3 separate regions of the Zea mays genome follow, and regions 1 and 3 are each linked to region 2. The links are chromatin contacts, called in public Hi-C maps. All regions are on one chromosome and are shown on one strand. Each heading gives the region's core, a stretch centred on a gene start, on an enhancer-like site or on the middle of the called end of the contact. The rest is flanking DNA. Distances are from core to core; before and after follow the strand shown.

What was found. Hi-C and Micro-C count contacts between places; a contact is called where the count stands out from the background.
Region 1: a contact with region 2 is called in a Hi-C map of tassel, with 3 times the contacts expected there. The contact joins the promoter of LOC100280708 here to the enhancer-like site in region 2. A contact is called at or near these places in 6 of 25 Hi-C or Micro-C datasets (bundle sheath, ear, leaf and 1 more).
Region 3: a Hi-C map of ear shows a contact between it and region 2, with 2.6 times the contacts expected there. The contact joins the promoter of LOC103638745 here to the enhancer-like site in region 2. A contact is called at or near these places in 6 of 25 Hi-C or Micro-C datasets (bundle sheath, ear, leaf and 2 more) and 1 of 3 datasets of contacts at active chromatin or transcription factors (leaf).

Annotation. Positions count from the first base shown.
Region 1 is chr9:101,380,130-101,382,829 of Zm-B73-REFERENCE-NAM-5.0, forward strand. LOC100280708 (calcium-binding protein) reads left to right here and starts at 1,325. Exons shown (of 7, transcript NM_001153627.2): 1 at 1,325-1,495; 2 at 1,585-1,689. The coding sequence starts at 1,462.
Region 2 is chr9:100,873,628-100,876,597 of Zm-B73-REFERENCE-NAM-5.0, forward strand. No RefSeq gene overlaps it. Among protein-coding and RNA genes, the nearest start is that of LOC118473372, 41 kb to the left of the region's middle. Within about 2 kb of position 1,599, at least 13 of the 20 cell types and tissues checked have an H3K27ac peak or open chromatin away from gene starts, as enhancers often do. A contact at or near this core is called in ear and tassel, where this site is marked.
Region 3 is chr9:101,300,833-101,303,532 of Zm-B73-REFERENCE-NAM-5.0, forward strand. It overlaps LOC103638745 (probable E3 ubiquitin ligase SUD1), which reads left to right and starts at 1,342. Exons shown (of 9, transcript XM_008661571.3): 1 at 1,342-1,859; 2 at 2,578-2,700. The coding sequence starts at 1,623.

The DNA of each region.
Region 1 (2,700 bases), core at 75-2,574, 510 kb after region 2:
AAACGCACGTGCGTACATTTTGTATGGATGCAGGTCAAGACGATGTTTTTTTAGTACGCGACAAGGCGTGGACGCAAACACTTTCAAGTGTATTTCCGAGTACTTTCAAAAAGTCTGTTAAACACCCGCTCTGAGCATCTATCTCCAAGACTCATTCTAAATTTCACTCTCTAAATTATATCTAAAATATCATTTAATTGAGCTGTATATTCTGTATGGAACAGAGGCCAGGAGATGTTTGTTTCAAGACTTTGCTTCACCTCGTTGTAATGCACTTCGTTGTAATGCACTTGAAATTAATATATCAATTTTTTTTCAAAAAAATCATTTAAAGAGTCATTTGCATTGAAACCACTTTAAATATCTTTTCTATTTCTAACATCATTTTTATATCCTATTTGCATTCTGGAGAACCATTCACGTTTTCTATATTTAGCTAGCGAGAAACCCGGAATGGAAGATGACCATATTTGATAACCATTTAGATAAGCTTTTGGAAGGTATTTTTTATACAAAAAATCTCTATATACATAGATTAGAAAGGATATAGAGAGTCTCTCGGAGTTGCTCAAGTTATTATTTTAGAATGCCATCCAAATAAAAGTTAGTGTATATATTTTATCTATCTTCTAACATTTCTATATATCTCATATACACTCGAGATCTAACATCACTTTCTACCTTTGGCTAGTAAGAAATTTAGAATAGGGTTTCCTCGAAAGGAAAAAGATTAGAATTGATAATGATAATATTTAATGGTCTAATGTAAAACTGTTTATTGGTACTTTTTAATAAAAAAATATTCCTAATAAAAATAAGAAGGACATAAGAGGAGTTTAAAGTTGCTTATGAACTACTTCCTTCGTTCTATATCTTAAGGTCACAAAAGTTTATTCTAAGTCAAAATTTTAAAACTTTGACTATTAATAACAAAATATTCATAAACATTGACTAAATAAAAATGAAAATGTTACATTTATTTTTAAAACATCTAGCATAATATATAATTTCTTTAATTTAAAATAATTATTTTTTAGATATTATTGGTCAAAGTTTTAAAACTTTGACTCAGTATAAACCTTCATTACCTTAAGATAAAAAATGGAGAGAGTATATAAATAGTATAGTAGGGCATCTATCTTATATTTACATATAAGGTTATTTTCAGCCCACCAGATATATGGCCGAACAAAATGCTATTTTAATTTGAATTAGAAGATAAAATAAGACGTAAAATATGTTAGACCACGACGTAAATAACTTGGTCACGCAGGTCTCTCTCAGTTCTGCTCTCAATATAAAGACGCCACAACCACAACCAGGCAGATTACGGGCCCGAGCCATCGTCATCGAGACATCGACCGACTCCGACTCCGACTCCATCCACGGTCTCCTTCCGAGATCCCTCTTCTCCTCCCGCCCCCGCCTGACCGCCTCCCTCCTCACTCCGGCCCCTTCCGCATGTCAATCCATGGGCTGATACTCGAAGTCAGAGGTGCCTTGCCCGCCTCCCTCCTCCCCGATCCTTCTCCCTCGTACCTACTGGTAGCTGATCGATCTCTCCTCCTGTAACCCTGCCTGCAGTCACCGGGTGCCGGAAGCTGCGGGACACGGAGTTCTTCACCCGCCAGGACCCCTACGTCGTCGTCGAGTACGCCACCACCAAGCTCCGCACTCGCACCTGCACCGGTTCGTAACCCCCCTCTTCCTTCCTCGGCCGCCCCGGCCGAGTCTTCGCTGCACTAAACGTGCACTGCTTCAATTGTTTTCATTTTTTTGTTATGTGGACGTCGTACCGGCGTCAGACAATTTCGCATACCCACCAACCCCAATTCACACCCTGCACAGGGAATTCGCCTGCATATGATGTTGATTGAGCTATTAAAACATAATATACTCGTTCAAGTTTCACTAGGTTTGGCTGCCATTGTGCAAACTCTCGGTATTAACGACGTGCTATGAGGTGGGTAGGTGAACTTGATGTGGGATTGCTGCTTCCTGCCTTGTTGCCCACTCTGTAAGACTCGGTAAGAAAAAGAAAGAAACCAGGCAACAAAAGCTAGAAAAACATTAATAACTACAAAGACAACCAAACAAACGGCCACAGAAGAGATGGCAAAGGAAAACAACAACTAATGGGAAAATTCACAGCGAATCTGCTTTGCCCATAGGTAATGAACGAATGCCATCGATGGAACACCACTTAGATATGGAAACTGCCAGCCGACCAGCTGGGCTGGTTCTTTCTAACTTCGCGTAATGTCTTTATGCTTAGTTTATGTATGATGTCGAATCTCTAGATGCCCCTAGCGGAATATTGGTACCTTTCAATCATCGTATTATGCTTGACTTTTGATCATTTAGGACTAAATTATGTTGGAACAAGTACCACCCACACCAATTTATTTGTGTTAATTCATCAATGGCTGACAACTACCGTCAAAACATGAACATACCCCTGCTGCAACTAATGGGAGCATTCACAGCTAATGTGCTTTGGCCCATAGATAATGAACAAATACCACCAATGGTACACAGCTTAGATATGGACACCACCAGCCTAAGTTGGGCTGATTCTTCCTAACTTCGATAATGTATTTATGCCTACTTTATGTATGCTGTCGAAAGTCTAGATGGCCCTAGCGGAATCTTGGTTCCTCCCAATCAGCATATTATGCTTAACTTTCCATCATTTAGGAC
Region 2 (2,970 bases), core at 349-2,848:
TAGGCCAGTCGTCGAGCCTTGTCGTCTGAATAGGAGTTTTCAAAAGCGTTTAAGATGCTCCTTTGTTTTTTGTGACAAAAACCATTTCTCTTTTTTTGCAAAACGTAGTACTCATGCAGTCATGCTGGTGGGTGCAAATGCACGGCAGGCCTCAAAACTATTTTGCTGAGAGATGTTGGTCCAACACACAACGTGAGACTTAAGAGCCGCTCCAAATGGGTGCTTGCTGCTGCACTGCACCTGGAAAGCGGGGAATGCCGGCTTCCAAAAGATCCAGTGCAGTTTGAAAGAAAAATGACAAGGAATGGGCTATACGTCTCCTTTCGTGGAAAAAAACGAGTATGCATCTATGGGTAGAGGTAGAGCGGCAACTGGCACGGCGTACCATTTTCTGAAGCTGATGGTTTGGTTGCTGAACCGTATCGTTTGGTGCCGACTCCTTTTCAGTTCAGGGGACAACAATGCAGCGCCGGCCAGTCACACGGTGTTTTGGTGGCAACTTCATCGATCTCTTTGTCCCCCAGCGATTTCTCCTAAACTTTTCTCCTTATATGGTACTATATAGCCACGTTAACAAGATTTCCTCCCCTATATTCACTCTGTTCGTAACGATTCCCTTATATATCCGTCTACACGTAAAATATATATATATCAATCCAACTAGCGTCAAATACCTTTTTTTTTCAATTTTGGTTTTGTTCACGTACAAATCCATTCAAAAATTGAGTTTCATTTTTTTTAAAAATTACAAATATAATATTCATACATTAGTGTGCGTACGTACAATTAAATTTTTTAAATTATTTTTCGAATTTTTCATAATTGCTTAACTGAGCATATTGGTGGCGCAACGTCTTGGATTACTTCGTTCGCTGAGGTGCCTGCGTACCAGAATATCTAACCATCGTTCCCATTATGTGTGGCTGTAAATTCCTCAAGACGGTGGTCTGTATGAGTTTTTCGATAGCTCGTTTGCTTTGTGTGTCATGTTTATTACCGGTTCCTGAAAAAAAGAACCCATGCTGAGTTGCACGCGTTTAATTTCTCTCTCTCTCCCCCTATTGAATGAATAGCTAGCTACTTTAGGTACTCCCTCTGTTTTTTTATACATGACGTTTCCTAGTTCAAATATGAACTGTTGGCCGTCAAATATTTAGAACCGGAGGTAGTACAAAGCTTGGTTATAGTCTTCTCTCCTGTATTTTTCACTTCTCCTTTTGGCTTGTAGCTATAACTCAGTTTATTTTTTATGTCTCGTAAAGGAAGAAACCCGCCATGGTTCAACTAGTTTTTTTTTGGGGGTCGCCCTTCTGGCTTTGTAACTCATGTTGATCCTAGTGATGTGTCTAAATAAAAAAATGTTTTCGTATACCGAATGAACCGGTGTAATGACTGTTTTCAGGGGTGGGGGCCTACAATATTCCCTCTGTCCAAGGTTCGGCAAGTGCTGTGCTGTGGGGTTGTACAACGTTTCTGACTCGAGACTTTGGATCAAACCTTTAGCGCGTCTGCTGAGAAACAGGTGCCTACCTATCTACCATCGCTGTCAAGATCAAGCATAGTCCCGAACTTAACTTTGTTCCGAATGCGCGCGCGCACACACACACCTGTGCTGTGCTACATTGGGTTTCGTGGGCAAGTATTGTGTGGGTACTGTGTGGGGGTGGGTCCGTACTGTTGCGTTGGCTACTTCCCCGGCCGGAGGGAGCTCGTCAGCTCCCTCCCTCCCTTCACTTGGGAGTTGGGACATGGCAGCAGCATTTGATTCGCGCCTCTCGCGGGCAGAGGGGACGGGAGGGGAGCCATTAAAGCGGCGGCCCTGGCAAACTGTTGCCTCGGCTCAGCCTGGTCCTCTCGTCTCCACGTTCCGGTTCTGATTGGCGCGGAAGATCTGGTGGGAGACGGACGGAGAGCGTACTAAAAATCCTTCCCCACCCCATGGCTCAGGCTCAGGATTCAGAAGAAAAAAAATCACATCACTCTTAACAACTTTCCATATACAGCCAGCCATACAGGGTACTACTACTTAGTCTTGGGCAGAACCAACCCATGCTAAACACGCGTACGTCTCTCGTCTTGAAAGGGGCTGCCAATTGCCATGCACCCTTTTTTTTTGTTCCAGATATGTTGTGAGTTTTGCATTGGTAAAACATTCTTTCGAAAAAGAGAAACAAGAAAGGAGCAACACTGGAAGGGGGGACTGAAGTGGCTGTTTCGGCCATGCTCTCGCTCTGAAACAAGAAAGGGGCGTGATTGATGAGCAGTCAATACGGGGTGCAGGGACGGACAGCCAGACAGTAGCCTAGTCAAGTGCAGACAGACGGACACACAGAGAGAGAGAGAGAAGCGAGCGAGCGAGCGAGCGAGCGAGAGGCAAGAAAATGAGGAGCAAGGACCTACACGGATTGGCCGCTTATGGAAATACTCACAACTCAGCTTGCTCGCATTTGATTCCCTACCAGCCTGCTGCTGTTCACGGTGGGCAGACGCCAGACACAGCGCTGCTCAGAGATCCAGCACAATAAAGCTCTCGCCTTGCCCTGCCCCGCCGTCTTCCTTGCATCTCTCTCTCTCTCTCTCTCTCGGGGGTAAAATTAAATACAGGCTTCCCGTTTTTACATCCTGCAATGGACGTGCTGCGCGCCTGCGTCTCTCCCTTCGCGTACGAGCCTGCTTGGTTACTTTGAGCAAGGCTTGTGGTCAGGTCTGTAATGGCTTTTTCATCTTGGTCGCTTTTCCATCGTGGAGGTGAAGGAGAGAACGTTAGGCGCACCTACCGCCGGCTGGCTTCCCGATCAATTGGACATCCCAATCCCAATCCCAACTGCGCCTTCTTGGGCCAGCACGCCTTGGTCAGTGGACAGTAACTGCGATTCATTGGTCGCTTTGACATCCCAAGTAGTGCTACTTCCCTTTTGTCTGTGAACTTTGTTGGGGGCATGCATCGAACCGGCTGGACTAGCTGTTTGT
Region 3 (2,700 bases), core at 92-2,591, 430 kb after region 2:
CAAATATGAGATTCAACTATCTATCCCAATAGGTATTCTATAGCACAGTGAAAGGACAACCTGATAGAACCTCAACAATTGTAGCAGGAAAAGAATTGTGTTTAGAAAATATATTATTAAGTTTATTAGAAATGCAATGAAAAGGAGCCGACCATATGTAATTTTCTTGAACGTACATTTCAATTTTCATACCGTTTGTTGAAGGTTGAACGAAGAAGGGAGGTTGCCGCTATCTTCGAAGAAGGAGGATGCAACTAGGTCGGACTAAACTCCGACACCGTCTGACATGGGATGGGGAGGTTTTACAACTTGGAAAGTACCTCGCAAGGGGCCTCCACCATCGCAGTTTTGAGCTTCATTGCCGCCTATGCGAGATCATGCCATCAATGGATACCACCTCCCACAAGGTCGGCCAGTTCCAATGTGATTAGGCTCAACAAATTTGTACGACAAATCTTGCTGGATGCATCTTAGCCACCGCCATGCCTCCTCCAACGCCACTGATGGCTCTCCTGCCACCATCGTCGCTTCCCTCCTCCACCAAAACCACGCTCATGAAAAAAAAACGCGGGAGACAACTCAGTTGCGCGGACGCCCAGTTTAGAGAGGAATCACTCACCAGAAAATAACCGTGTGTTTGGTTGCCTGTATTTGCTGGTGCTTGCATCGCGGGATGCAATGAGCTGGTGTTTGGTTATTGTCAATCAGGCTCTATACGTGCGAGGTGTGTGTTTGGTTACCTGCATGCAGATGTAGAGCCAGGCTCGCACGATACTCAAAGCACCCTGATACTCAAATCATCCTAAGCCAGGCTCTGCAGGCACGAGCAAATTGGTTGCATTTATGGAGCCAGGCTCCCGTCGGCCTGACTCATGCAGCCAGGCTACGTAGAGAAGCCAACCAAACAGTCTTAAATGGGAGAAGAGGAGCTGGATGTGGGCCACTAAGATTTTCGGGGAAAGAAAAGAGAGAGCTGTTGGAGAAAAAAATGATTCCTCTTCTAATATTGGTTTCAGGCTGGTTTACGACTTTATTTAAGTTGCTCCAAAGAAGAGCAATATCTTATTTAACTAATAAAGGTGTGATATACAAAAGGTAAACAAAAACATACTAGACATTATCCATAACAAAAGATAAAAAAACCAACCGTGCTTGACCCAAAAGATTTATTCTTCGAATAAACCTGTTATACACATATGGTACGTGCAAGTCTACTGGTTATAATAATGTTTAATGACCATTTTCATCCCGATATAGGCTTTCAATCACAGGAAAAAATATCAAAAGTAGCACTTTACCACCATTTTTTTCTTAAAAAAAGGAGGCGTAGCGTAGATTCTAGTATGTCGAGCTTGATAAATCATAAATAGAACACTCCGGAGGTCGGATCTCCAAACCGACACGGCCACACCCACGGACCCACCACCGGATCCATCCTATCGGGACCCGTTAAGCCGACCGCCAGCGCCTCGTCACCGGTGCGTCATTAAGGAGGCTACTAAAAAACCCACGTTTTTTCATCCTGTTTTCGCTGCAACTTCCCACCACCGCCTATATCCGCGTTCCCCCCGGGCGATCGATCGATCGCGGCTAACCTCGCCGCCGCCCCCATCGAGGCAGCCATGGCGGAGATGGCCGAACGGTCCGTCGCGGGCGAGCTGCCGGAGGAGCCGCGGCCGCCGCACGGGGAGGAGGACGACGAGGAGGAAGAGGAGGGGGACGTGTGCCGGATCTGCCGCAACCGCGGCGACGAGGACCACCCGCTGCGCTACCCGTGCGCCTGCAGCGGAAGCATCAAATTCGTGCACCAGGACTGCCTCCTCCAGTGGCTCGACCATAGCAACTCGCGCCAGTGCGAGGTAATATCGCCGCCGCCCCTGCCCTCACTCAGCGACGGGGACGCCGCTGGGTCGTTGCTTTAGGGATTGATTAGTTCGATTGCGTGGTGGAATCGATCGATTTAATGTTGAGCTGGTGATATGGGTGCTGTTTCTTTGATATGGCGTGTAGATTGGGTCAAAACTATGTTAATAGGCATTGATAAATGGATAAGGCTATTATTCTTGCCTTTTCAGTTGCTAGAATTAGGGGATTGAGGTTCGGAATCAGGCAATTGCATAGTTTTGATGATTATTCAGCTAGCAAATGAATTTTCATAATACTCCGATGCTCTTGTGGTTTCAGAGTATTTTCAGAGGCATAGTAATTCTGTTAACCTGCAGCAAGACTCATCTTGTGCTTCTTAGCAGTGAGACTATTGGCTTGATATTGATGATTGATTTGCAGTTTCAGTTGCCTTATGTTCTCTTAGGTCCCCTTTGTAACAAGGAAAAATGGAGGAATTCTATAGGATTGGAATCGTTAGAACAAACCTCCTCTTGAATAATGCATTTTGCTAATCTAGAGAAAATGAGCGAACAAGTGTTAGTTGGGGGTTCCAAGCACAGCTGTACGGCTGGGTAGTAATGGCTTGTATCGCCAAGGAAAAAAACATACTCATGATGATGATGTGTGTCTTGTTTGTCATAACTCCATTTTCTCTAGATAATTTCTGATTTATGCATCTGTGCACTGCAGGTCTGTAAACATGCATTCTCCTTCTCACCCGTGTACGCTGATAATGCTCCGACAAGACTCCCTTTCCAGGAACTGATTGTTGGTGTTGGAATGAAAGCATGCCATGTGTTTCAATTCATCCTT